Linked DNA regions of Mus musculus: region 2 is linked to region 1. The links are chromatin contacts, called in public capture Hi-C maps. All regions are on one chromosome and are shown on one strand. Each heading gives the region's core, a stretch centred on a gene start, on an enhancer-like site or on the middle of the called end of the contact. The rest is flanking DNA. Distances are from core to core; before and after follow the strand shown. Region 1 holds the start of Yipf1 (Yip1 domain family, member 1). Region 2 holds the start of Dmrtb1 (DMRT-like family B with proline-rich C-terminal, 1).

Region 1 (6,580 bases), core at 2,602-5,101:
CAGTGTAGACAAAGCATTTAGTGGAGGGACTATGGGGAAGAACACGCTATGACATATACATATGAAGATGCCATGATGAACCAGTTACTTTCCATGCTAACCTGAAAAATAAGTAAACAAATGAGCAGAGAAAGAGAGAAGAAAAGGAAAAAAAATAGAGGAGTATGGGGGCCCTAGTCTTAAGATGGCCACTAATCAGTGCGACCATTAAGTCACCTGTGTGAGTGTGTGTTTGTGGGTATGTGTTCATGTGTGTACCTGTGCATATATGTGTGTTTGGTATGTAATCATCTGCACATGTATGCTTGCATATGTACGGAGGGAGGCTGCAATTGACATCGGGCATCCCCACTTTATTTACTGAGGCGGACACTCTTACTATAAACCCAGAGTCTATCAATCCTGGCTAGTCCAGCTAGCTGGGAATTCTCTCTGCCTCCCTAGTGCTGGGATTACAGGCAGCCTGCACACCTGCCCACGTGCTTCAAGCAGTTCACGCATCAGCATGGCAGGGGCTTTATCCACCGAGTCATCTTCCAAGCCCAAGGTTTTAAGGCTCCTGGGCTATACTGTTAAATCGTGTCCAAAAGAACTTTCCTCATTAACTTCCTCAGCAGCGATGCAGACTGTCTCTGAGCATCCCAATGCTTTGATTAGCTGTGCACTAACAGTTAAAAGATGGTCACAACACTGTCAAAGGGAGCCACATGAAGGGAGACCCACTTAAATCATACATATTTCAAAAGCACTACTTTGCTAGTGAGAAGGCACACCAGGAAGGGGAGGAACAGAGCGCCACTGGGCAAGCACGAGGTCAGAGGGGCCAGAAGGAAGATACGGCTCGCTGCGCTGATGGGGTCAGACTCCTTCTGAGGAAAACACCCAATAAGAATGGCCATGGGTGCTACACAAAGGGCTGAGAAGGACCCAGGGGCAGAGCAGGAAGCGTGTGCACGCCGGAAGACACGGAAGGCACCATCAGAAGTGTATCTCTTCTGACAGTAACGTTCTCTGTCTCTGCGTCCTGGCCTCTCTGAAGCCGTCTTTTACGTCCATCTTTTCCTAGCACATGACTTCTGCCAGAAGCCACCTGAACTCCACCTTCTCGTCTACCATCTTCCTCAGGACAGCCTTCCAGGCCACCCCAAGGACCACATGCTCTTCCCTGAAGCCGAAGTCCTTAACCATTGTATAGCCTCACGTTCATCACGGCCTGCCTCCTTTCAAGCCGCCTTGGGCCGACAACCTCTGCTATGATCTGGAACATGGACCAACTTTTTGTTTCTTAAAGAGGAAAAAAATTAAACAATCTTCCTCCCGCCGCCCAGGGGGCTCTGCAAATGCTGTCCACAATACTTGCACCCCCTTGCACTGTGCAAGCAAGAGCTGAAGAAAGACAACTTGGAATTGAAAAACAGAGCAAACGTCCCAAGCTGGCTCTCTGTGAGGCTGCAAGCCCAGTGTGTCAGGCAAACGTGGGAAAGGCCATGAGCTACAAAAGGACAGAGACCAGCAGAGGCAGTGGGCCCTGGTTATCCAGGCCTTCACTCCCAGTGAGTTGCGAAGCAAGTGACATCGGAAGGTGGGGTGTTAATTTAGGTGACAGTGGCGGAAGATGACCTTGTACCTTATGGGACGGTGGGAGGAGGTGAGGAACAGGCTTATGTGTATGTGTGGGGGTGGGGGAGTATATGGCCACCTATGTGCAGAGCCCGTGGAGACCAGAGCAGCATCAGATCTCCTGAACTGGATTTATAGGCAGTTGGGAGCCACCTGAAGGGAATGGGAACTGGGAGTCTCGGCTAGAGAGCTTCCCCAGCACAAATGCTGTTATGGGTGGTCTGAAACAAGATGGAGAATTGTGGTGTGACAGTATTTGCACAAGAAGTTACTTCTACTTTAATATCAAATCTCCATCAGACAGTGGGGAGTCTGTGACGTCACACTGCCCGGATTCCAGTCCTGGCTGACTGGTTTAGTAACTGTGTGACTCTTAGGCAGATAGCTTGATTTCCTTAGTGCCTCGGTTTCCTTACTGAAAAGACAAGCAGAATGATTACTTTAAAAAGCCCGATATGAGAAGGATTACATGAGTCGTCCCCTGTAAAGTGTTTACAACGGTGCCTGCACAGCGAGTGCTCAGAAAAGATGAGGCAACTGCTAACTCCTAGTTTTTGCTGCCTGCTGCCCATCAGAAGAGTTCCGTGAGAAAAATAAGCAAACTAGAAAAACCTGGGCGTGCCCAACAGCCTCTTACCAAGATGATTGAAATAAAATCCTTTACAGTATGGCATGTGGCAGTAATAAAATTTGTAGCTGTGGCAGAGGAAAATGTGATCACAAGATAAAGGGGGAGGCCCGCCTGCCGTACCTTCAAACTGTAAGTCATCCACAGCTGCCATTCAGCCAGAGGCTCTTCTCCCAAGGGTAAGGTAGAAAACGTTCCGGGGTCTAAAACAAAGAAATATGTAAGCTTAGGAAAATGGAACACTCTGCAAAAAGAATTCATAGTAAAAGAATTTTGAGAGCCAGCTGTAGTGGTAGTGCATGCCTTTAACCTCAACACTGTGGAGGCACATCTCTGTGAGTTTAAGGGTGGCCTGCCCCACATAGTGGGTCAGAAACTAAAAATGATTACTACCATCTCTTTATCTTCTGTGGCTATGGGATTCAGTTCTTTCCTTCTACCTTAGGGACCCAGAATGGGACTAGGACCATGCTTGGGGACAGCCACCTTTACCTGCTGAGCAATCCCTCCCCCCCACACACACACTTGCCTACTCTTTCAACGGGGACTGATAGTTTATATAACTATCACAGGTCATACAACTTGATATTTATATTAATATAGCTCAGGAAGAGAGTTGGTATAGAGCTGAGCAGCCTCTCGGAGTTAAAGAAGAGGAGTGAGCTGGAGAATAAGGGAACTGCACCTGGGAATAGAGTATGTGACGGGTGAGAACTGAACACAGGAGAGTCGAGAAGCACTCAGGACTCTGTGAGTGGATGTCCAGCCCAGCCTGTGATCAGGACATCTGTGAGCGGAATCCACCCAGTGCAGGGAAGAACCATCCAGAGCGACACTGGACAGCCTACAGAGGAACCGAAAGCTGGTGTGGTAGCTCATTTGAATGTTTGCCTAGCAAGTACAAAGTCCTGGGTTCAATACTCAGGACCTACAAAATCTGGTGCATGCCGGCGATCCCAGCACCTAGGAGACGGAGGCAGGAGACTGAGTAAGTTTAAGGTTATCCTAGACTATCTGGTGAGCTCGGAGACCATGAGTTAGAAGAGTGTCCTATCAACAAAAAGAGACTGGCTGCGGGGGACACTCGCTGCCGCGTGAATGTTTAGGGGCCAGATGCAGCCTGGAGATGGAAGAAAATGGAAGGGGAGCCTAGGGTTTGGGAGAGGTGGTGGGGAAAGCATTCCAGTGCAGCCGGCTTAAGGTCCCAGACAGACCTGGGTTTGAGTCCCGATTCTGTTGTTTCTCTGCTGTGTGTGCGCTCCTTGAGGCTCCCCATCTGTAAAATGGGTTCGTGAAGGTGTCTAAACCATTCTATAAGGTAGTGCGTGTAAGGAGCTTAGCGAAGAGCCAGGCAATTAGTAGCTCTTAACTGTTAGCGACCCTGCAGTCAGGGATCTAGGGATGCACAGACAGGGTTTGGGTGGTGGTGGGGGATGCTTGAGCAACAGAGGACAGGGAGGGTAGGAGATTCCCCAACTGACCCAGAAGCCCTGACGCCCTCACCTCTCAGGAAGAGGTCCAACTGTCCAGGAAAGGTTGGGGCCTGGGATGCTCTGCACTGGTAGCCGGTCAGTCCAATCCCGGAAGCCGGAGATCCGGGGGAGGGTGTTAGATTTCTCCGCCTCCTCCGGGCAGAGCACCGCCTCCTCTCTTAAAGCAAACGCGGTCACCCAGCGAAGACTCGGAAAACGCGGAAGACACCGGAGCGCCAAGTAACTCGGTGCTGAGTCCCGCCCTCTCGGTGGTCTTAAAGAGACAGGCGAAGTGGGGCGAATTCTCAGGAGTTCGGGAGTGTTTTACTCATTGTTTATACGTTTTACTTATGCAAAGAGAAAAATGAAAAAGAAAAAGAAAATAGGTCACCAGTTCCTGGTTTCTCTGGCCATGAAAACTTAACCAGCGAGGAAGGCACCATAGCAGATGGCTTGTGAATCAAAGAAGTTCTTTTGTCACTGTTCACAGAGGGCTGGCCCCTCAGCTGTACCACCTAGGTGTCTGACAGTCACCTCGAAAACAGCAGGACTTAACAACATTGGCATAGTCTGGCAAGCGACCTTGTGGTTTGCTTCCTACCTGGACCTCCAGGCTTGGAAAACTGTCTCCCCCTGCCCATAGGGGATGCTATCGTCTCCTCTGGGACTCCTGTTGCTCTGCTAATCCCCTGGGCTTCACCCTGCTTTGGCAATGCTTGCCTGAATTCTGTTTGCTTATCTTTGCCAGCCTGTGAACACTGAGAACAAAAAGATCCGGAATGGTTCTAGTCTCCGGGTGGCCAGTACCAGCCAAGGCAGTAGCATACAATTACTGTTCACAGTATTCTATCACGGACTGAAAGGGTCCCTAGACAGTTTTTGCTGTCTGGGAGGGAGCAGTGTAAACAGCAGACACTTGATTCACAGCTCATACAAGGAGACCAGTGTCTTTAGCTTCACCTGCAGGGTACTTCCAATTTGACTTCTAACATACTCTGAATATCAGTCATGATTGATAATGTTTTTTTTTCTTTTTAAAAAAAGAGTTGCTTATTTATTTTATGTATGTGAGTATGCCACTGTCTTCAGACACACCCCAGAAGAGGGCATTAGATCCCATTACAGATGGTTGTGAGCCACCATGTGGTTGCTGGGAATTGAACTCTGGATCTCTGGAAGAGCAGTCAGTGCTCCACTGAGCCGTCTCTCCAGATAATGTTTTCCTAACTGGCAAGCTGTCAGGTGTAATAACACACATTAGTTAATATAATTCATATGGAGGGGCTTTGTCTATGCAGGACCTCCAACTCTCAGAACAATGCTGCAAACCCGAGGGGGGCGCCCTTATTATATAAGGGGGTAACTGGGCTCAGAGTGCATGTGGAGCACTGTTGTTGAATGTCCGGAATGAACATCAGCTTATGAACTCAGACGTGCAAGCATGCCCAACACCTCTTCTGTCTCACATTCGCTCATTTGCTGCTAACCTCACCCCCACTGATCTTACTCCAGCTACAGACCCTGAGAAAAGGCCACCCCAAATGCTCGCTATGGGCTCCTCATCTTCTTCATGACCAAAGCAACTTGGCAGGGAAAGAGTTGACGTGGCTTACACGTCCCAGTCCTAGTTCATCACTGAGGGAAGTCAGGGCACAACTGTGGAGGAATGCTGCTTACTGGCTTGCCTTCTCACACCACCCGGTACCACCTGCCCAGGGGTGACACAACCCATAGTGGGCTGGGTCCCACCACATCAATCATCAATCAAGAAAATGCCCCACGGACTTGCCTACGGGCAATCTGATAGGGGCAAATGCTCACTTGAGAGTCTCTCCTGGGGGGGCTTAACCCAATGATGGGGTTCCAGGCACACATAACCATACCTAGCCCTTTATGTGGGTGCTGGAGATTCGCACTCGGGTCCCCATGCTATGACCCACAAGTCATCCCCTCAGCCCCAGTACCCAGCCTTTGGAACCAGTGCACCCGAGTCAGAAAGCAGCGGCAGCCCCATGGCTGGTGATACAATGGGTGGGACATGGGGGGAGGGGCAGGCTGGCAGCATCACAATTCCTAAAGACTCTGAGAAGAGATGCACATCGAAGACAAGGTGCTGAGGCCCTGGAAGAGCAAGAGGCCAATGCTGACAATAGTTAAGAAACAGACTGGGTGCCGGGCGTAGTGGCGCACGCCTTTAATCCCAGCAGAGGCAGGCGCTGCTTGAGACAGGGTCTTGCTCTGTAGACCAGGCTGGCTTTGCATTCATAACGATTCCCCCTGCATCTTCCCCCTAAAGTGCTGGGATTAAACTGTATGATACCGTGCTTAGCCTGCAGACTAGTTTTTCTTAGCTTTATTGGAAGCCCTGAGAAAAAAGGGTCAGAGCAGCCAGCTGCCATCTTAAGGCACATTGTGGACACCATAGTGTCTCTGTAGAAACTTTGAAGGAGACTTGTTATGTTTTGTTTTGTTTTGCTTTGCTTTGTTTTTTTTTTTTTTTCAAAAAAAAAAAAAAAAAGCTGCCTGAAAATCAGTTTATTGCTAGGAGGGCCAAGTGTCAAAGAGTCCCCAAGGCAGTTTCTTAGTCACCTCCATCAAAGTACCAGCACACACAGGAGAAGTGGAAACCTGAGAATTGGATGTAGACATTTGGGTAGAAAAGCCATGCACACACAACTCCCCACTCCCATACTCCCTTGGGTCTCCCTTAGAGGCAGAAGCAATGTTTTTTCTGTTACCCGAGAAAGAAATCTCCCCTTGCTTACAGATGCTATAACAGTGCCAGGTAACTTTCTGTAGCAACAAATACCCAAGCAAACCAATTTAAGAGTGGCAAGGTTTTGTGTAAGTTCATGGTTCC
Region 2 (6,580 bases), core at 3,027-5,526, 370 kb before region 1:
CTTGTCTCCCGTCTGTCTGTTTTGCTCACTGCTTGGCTTTGTAAACGGGACTTTCACTCTGTCTTAGCGATGACCAGGGCAAGTCCAGACAAAGCCGTGCTTCCAGCTCTGTCTAAGCCATTAACACCCGCTGGGTTAGCCAAACACCCCTCTGGCTCAGGCTGCCCAGTGCAGCTGGTGGTCAGTGGATCCTGCCTGCTCGGTCACATCCCTGCTTGGAATTAGCTGAGTCCTGCCGCCCTTCCATCAGTTGATAACGCTTGAGTCAGTAATGTAGATAATGTCACCTTCTTCAAAGGACACTCCATCTGGCTTTCTGGGCCGTGTCACCTGGGGCTCTGAAGGCTGTAACTTGCTGTAGTTTGCTGGTTTGGGAGGTAACTGCCATTTGGATTCCCCCAGCAGCTGAACCTGGGGACAAAAAGCTGACTGCTCACTCCTGCCACCAGGGTTCATGTACCCCCAAGGCTGCTTTTTTTTTTCTGGTGTGTGAGAAGAAACCCCCACTAGTTCCCACACCCATAAAGGATGCATGGTCATAGGCATCTGACCTCCGAGTGCCCTGGCTAGCTCTTGCCACCAGAGCCCCTGAAACTGATTTTTTAGGTATAGTTTTAAATAACAAGGTCAGTGAAAAATTTAGACAGTTTGAATTGGTGAGTACTGGAGAAAGATCGTCTACCCTCCATCTAAGGGGCCTGTTTTTAAAATGTGAGGTATACATAGGTGTTAGAGCAGGGCAGAGACAAAGCTAGACTATTGTTCTCTGTTTGTTTGCTTGTTCTGTTGTTGATGATTTTGTTTTGAGTTTTTGTTTTGTTTTGTTTTTGAGACAGGGTTTCTCTGTGCAGCCCTGGCTGTCCTGGAACTCTGTAGACCAGGCCTGCCTTGAATTCAGAGGTCCGTATGTTGGGATTAAAGTCACTTCCTATCTAAAACTTAGACTCTTTGAATGGTGCCAGTTTCCTGTAAAATTCCTGAAATGACAACCCAGTGAATACGCTCTTGCCCACTTTCAGAAATGAGGAAAACTTTTTTAAACAAGCAAAGTTTTATGAACCTTCCCCCACCCCCACCCCCCCCCACCCCCCCCACCCCCGCCCCTCGCAACTTTCAAGAGTCTAATGAGCCCAGAATGGTAACAACTTCTTAGCCCCAGGTGGGGGGAGGGGGTGCGGCGCACGGGGAACCGAGAGGGGGAGGGAACACTACGACAGGAACACGGACACCAGAGAGTTGCAATCAAAGACTCAAAGGAGAAAATCAAGGCCGACTCTGCACCCTGGCATCACCAGAAAGATTTCACAGCAGGGCAGTGAAAAGCTCACAGAAGTGAGCTAGCTAGTAAGCAGAAATACCTCCTTAAACAGAACGAGCCGCAGGATGGTGGCTCACACCTTTAGACCCAGTTGGGGGGGGGGGGGGCTGAGGCAGGGGGATCTCTGTGAGTTTGAAGGTAGCCAGAGCAAGCTACACAGGGAAACCCTGTCTCGAAAAACAAAAACAAAACAAAAATAGAGCAGATCGTGCCCTAAGCTTAGGTATTATTGTGTCCCTACCCACTTCAGATGACACCCCTCAAGAGTGCCACAAACTTTTATAAAAATAAATTTATGAATAACTTAATATCTGTCATTAATGTTTGTAGCTGGATCTGGCTGTAACTGAACCTCATGGGAAGCTTAAGTCAGGTGATCTGGGGTTCGGGGTCCACAGCAGGGCTTCTGAGGGGGCTCCAGGGCAGCCTGAGTAACTTCACTTAGATTCTACACAAAGAAAAAAGGAGGGAGGGAGGCAGGGAGGCAGGGAAGGAAAGAAGGGAAAATAAAAGGTGGGATTTTTAGTTGGATAACTTGCCTAACATGCTCAAGGCCCGGGTTCCATGCCCAGCACAAACAAAGCCACTAGGAAGCCTGTGCCATGTGCTAGCCTTTCTAAGATTTTGGTTGCTTCACAGAAATAACTAAATTCACGAGAATTAAAACAGCCCAGACTCTCCAGTCAGGAGGCTCAGGCGACTCAGTGCCAGGTCTTCCCCAACCCCGAGTCAGGGATGAAAGATTCGCTGGCTCAGCCACGGCTTCCACGTGAGCTAGAATCACTCTTTTCTGAGGCTCGCCGAGTTTCTACACCAGTGAGCCACTAAGACCAGTGAGTCTCTAGGCTAGCTCTTCTCAAAGTACGGACCAATCTTTGAAGTGGTGGTCGTAAAAGACCGTGATCTTGCCGCTGCGGGCTTTGTACCTTCCAGAAAATGGGTGATGCCAAGGGCGCCGTAATGGCGGGAACTGGAAGTGTACAGACCGGCAGTCGAAGTTGCCAGCCAGCGCCAGCCAAGTTGTCTGACCCCAGGGCCGAAGGCGGTCTGCTGGAAACCCGGGCTTTACCCCCCCCCCCCCCCCATAGAGTCACTGCAGTGCATTCTCCAGAGGGAAGTGGGCAGATGGTGTCCGAGTCCCACAGCGATTTCTGCTGAGGTTCAAAACTACAGCAGCCCGAGTCAGGATGGCCACCGCGGGGACTCAGCTGGGACAGATCCTACAGTTAATGCAGTGGGGTAAGACTTCTTTCTGGCTTTAGGGAGCTCCAGGGAATCTGCACGGTGTAGGGATATAGTTCCACTTTTGTAGTCTTTTAGTTCTGATCTTAGTCATAGTCGCGCTGAACATAGTCGCGCTGCTTCTGACCCTCTGAGATGGCCTGCTTACTATTTAAAGCACTGCCTGTCTTTACCTTTTGAAAACCTTTTGAAAGACACCATAGATATTTCTTTTGAAAAGGAAAAAAAAAGAACCACAGCCTGGCGTAGTGGTGCATGCCCTTAACCCAGCACTCAGGAGGCAGATAGCGTGTGTGTGTGTGTGTGTGTGTGTGTGTGTGCGCGCGCGCGTGTGTATGTGTGTGTATACACACATATATGTATATATATTTAAATGACAGGTTGTATGTAGGCTATTAGATTTTTTTTCATGGAGATTGTGCTTGCTTGTGTGTGTGTGTGTGTGTGCATGTATGTGATTTTTTTTTCTTTTGGGTGGAATTACTCTCCAAAGCTGGGAGCTCCCCTTCTCTCAGAGTGAACCGACTGGAACACATGCTTTGTCACAAAACAAGCAAATTGTGGCTCCTTGTGATATTGGTAGATTCTGGGAATAAAGGCCATCCTGGAGGGGCAAGCCCCCCTAAGTTAGGTCTGAACACACCGTGCTGTGTGCCCTATACTGGGTGAGCAGATGTCTGAGGAAGGCTCTTGCAAATGTTTACTTATATGGCCCCTCTCCTGAGAGAAGTATGCATGCTTCATCAATGTATTTCCAGTGGCTAGGGAATTTTTTTTTAAGTAGTTGTGTTTGGCTTCATAAAGACAATTAAAAGACCATATGAAACAAGAAACACACACACACACACAAACACACACACACACAAACAAACCCAAAAGCCAGTAATTCAAATTAGTTCCGAACTATCATGTTTTGCTTTAGAACATTATTTTTGTTTTTGCTTTTTGTTTTTTGTTTTTCGAGACAGGGTTTCTCTGTGTAGCCCTGGCTGTCCTGGAACTCACTCTGTAGACCAGGCTGGCCTCGAACTCAGAAATCCGCCTGCCACTGCCTCCCAAGTGCTGGGATTAAAGGCATGCGCCACCAACGCCCGGCACTTTAGAACATTATTAAGCATGCATTTTTCAGACCCTAGTGCTTACACAAACAGGACTCAAAAACTCATGGTTTCTGCAATGCCTGTAAGTAACCAACACTGCACTAAGCGCTGAAGAATATTCTGGAAGCAGAACTGCTCTTTTTCTCTACAGAGGAGCGAGATGAAGCAGAAGCAGCTGCTTCGGGGAGGAAAAACACAGTGTTCTCTGGAACTTTCCAATAGTACGGGTTTACTAACAGCTCTGTTCATTGGGAGTTTTAAAACCCTCGACCGTTGAGTAGAAGTCCGCCTTTTTTCAAAAAAAAAAAAAAAAAAAAAAATCTATTTTCCAGTTACAATTTGGCGGGAACAGGAAGTTTGAAAATTCAAGTGCCGAAAACTTCAAATAACTCGTATGACATACATGTAATAAGTATTTCATTTTTAATTTACACCGTACACCATTGCCCAACACACAGAAACACGGTAAATTTAGCACACACACACACACAGAAAGTGGAAAAAATGCAAGAGTCCTATTGCAGTTCTCCGGACATTCAGCGAGCTGTTTTGTTACAAGTGTATCCAATGTCCCCAGCACCAGGGACTTATGGGGGCACCGCTCATTCCTGCTTCACTTGCTCTGCAGCTTCGGGAAGTGGTGGCTGCGTTTGGAAGCAGAGCTTGCCCAGCTAGACGACAAGATGCTTCGCGCCCCCAAGTGCTCTAGGTGCCGGAACCATGGCTATCTGGTACCAGTCAAGGGCCATACGGGCAAATGCCGCTGGAAGCAGTGCATCTGTGACAAGTGCTACCTGATCACCGAGCGCCAGAAGATCATGGCTGCCCAGAAGGTTCTCAGAACCCAAGCTGCCGAGGAGCAGGTGGCGACCGTGGGCACGCAGGGTCCCCAGCTGCCTCCTAGGGCTCCAGCAGCGGCGGCCACCGCCTTGAGCTCCAGCATTTGCCCACTGCCTAGGGCGGTTCCGGGAGGCGTTGGGCCAGGCCCCACGGCCACTTGCTTCCTCGAGAGGCCCCCGCAGGCCCCGAGCCCAGGCCCGAGCACCTTCCAGCTGGGCCCAAGTGGCCGCCCGGGCCCCAGCACCTTCCAGCCTGGACCAGGGGCCCCCGGGGGACTGCGCGACCGTTCCTCCGCGTGGCTGCCCCAGCTCATGCCACAGGCGCCCAGGCCGGAGCTTTGCTACCCGGATCAGCACCTGCCAGTGCGGCCCGTGCCAGTGCCAGGGCCAGTGCGGCCCGTGCCCCGACTGCCGTTCGCCGACTACGGTAAGCCCAGCCTCGTGCAGCCGACGGTTCCTCCGGCCTGTACCAGGCCAGCAGCCTCCGGCTCTAAGCTGGAGTCCCAGACTGGTGCCGGGGTGGGAAAGGCGCCTTCCCCAGGTAACCCCGCTTGAGAACCTGTTCCCAGACAAGGATTTGGGTGGGTGGCTTCTGATGATAGCAATGGGAAAAAGCTGGTAGGGAAGAATGTGCAGTGCAGGGGGGCTTTGTTGAGATGCAGTTTTCTGCCTCTGTACTTTTGCAAGAGGAAAAAAAAGATGGCAGCTGGGCAGCTTTGGCAGTGGCGCCTTTCCGTGGCCCCTCTAGCGCGTTTGCACGGCATCCCTTCCCCCCTCCCAGGTCTAGATCTCTTGTGCCTGCGTGGCAACCCCTCCCCCTCCCCGCCTGCCATTTTTCTCCTGCTGGAGAGTCTTTTTCTGAGTGGCTGTTCACCTTAAACTGCGCCTGCGCACCCTCCTTTCACTGAGCCGAGGCTAATTTATCCTAACTGCAGTGTCTAGCCTAACGCACCTGTACTCACACTCACTTGTTCCATTTCACCTGATGTGGTGGGGAATAAAACTTTCTGCTAGTTGGCCAGGGGGATGGGCTGGTTCACTAAGATTTTTTTTCCCCCTCGCTTTGTGCATTAATTACATTGTTTCTTTATGCTGTAGGTTGCTTTCCTGGTTGAAGTAGATTTCTTGAGTTTTTTTAAAATTATATTTATATCTTATAATTTATTTATTATAATGCATTGGTGTTTTGCCGGCATGCATGTCTGTGTGAGGGTGTCTTATCCTCTGGAACTAGAATTACAGGCAGGTGTGAGCTGCCACATGGGTGCTAGGAATTGAGCCTGGGACCTCTGGAAGAGCAGCCGGTGCTCTTAACCTCTTAACCGCTGAGCCACCTCTCTAGCCCCTGAAGTATGTTTTCAAGTAATGTAAAATTTGAGGCTCTTGGAATGCGGCTCTTTGGGATGAAGACTTGGGTTTTTGGGGGGGGTAGAGGGGGTTACTTTCCTTAGGGCTATGTAGAAAGAGTCTGAGTCGAGGGGATGCCCATGTGTAGCCTTGGACAAGTTCCTTCCTTGAAGAGCAGACTTTCAGAAATTAATGCTAACCATTCTTTTCTCTTTTTTTTCTTTCTTTTCTTTTTCTTTTTCTTTTTCTTTTTCTTTCTTTCTTTCTTTCTTTTTTTTTTTTTTTTTTTGGACAGGTCTCTGTATAGCCCTGGCTGTCCTGGAACTCACTTTGTAGACCAGGCTGACCTCGAACTCAGAAATCCACCTGCCTCTGCCTCCCAAGTGCTGGGATTAAAGGCATGCGCCACCACACTCCGCTCCAATGCTAATCATTCTTAATGTTTCTGAGATTTTGTAAGAAATCTTTCTCCCCAAGGAACTATCTGTCTGATGAGGAAGGCAGACTTAAATAAACCAGCAGTCCTATGAGGGCATATGTGTGTTCATCTCTCAACAAACAGGAACTTTAAAATGTGTTATAAAGAGGGGGGGAGAAGAGGCCACTTGTGGCTAATCCCAGCATGTGTGGAGGAGAGGTCAGAGGGCAACTTTGGGAAACCGGTTCTTTCCTTCTACCTCATGGGTCCCTGGGATGGAGCAGTGGCTGTCAGGCTTGGTGGCAGGTGCCTTTAG

What was found. Capture Hi-C pulls out chosen DNA fragments and counts their contacts.
Region 2: a contact with region 1 is called in a capture Hi-C map of embryonic stem cells, with 3 times the contacts expected there. The contact joins the promoter of Dmrtb1 here to the promoter of Yipf1 in region 1. A contact is called at or near these places in 6 of 39 promoter capture datasets (cranial neural crest, embryonic stem cells, frontonasal cranial neural crest and 3 more), 4 of 115 datasets of contacts at active chromatin or transcription factors (astrocytes, embryonic stem cells and stem cell-derived neural progenitor cells) and 1 of 9 other capture datasets (embryonic stem cells).

Annotation. Positions count from the first base shown.
Region 1 is chr4:107,311,634-107,318,213 of GRCm38.p6, reverse strand. It overlaps Yipf1 (Yip1 domain family, member 1), which reads right to left and starts at 3,851. Exons shown (of 10, transcript NM_145550.3): 1 at 3,752-3,851; 2 at 2,372-2,451. The coding sequence starts at 2,402.
Region 2 is chr4:107,681,926-107,688,505 of GRCm38.p6, reverse strand. It overlaps Dmrtb1 (DMRT-like family B with proline-rich C-terminal, 1), which reads left to right and starts at 4,276. Exons shown (of 4, transcript NM_019872.2): 1 at 4,276-4,926. The coding sequence starts at 4,344. It also overlaps the pseudogene Gm12899.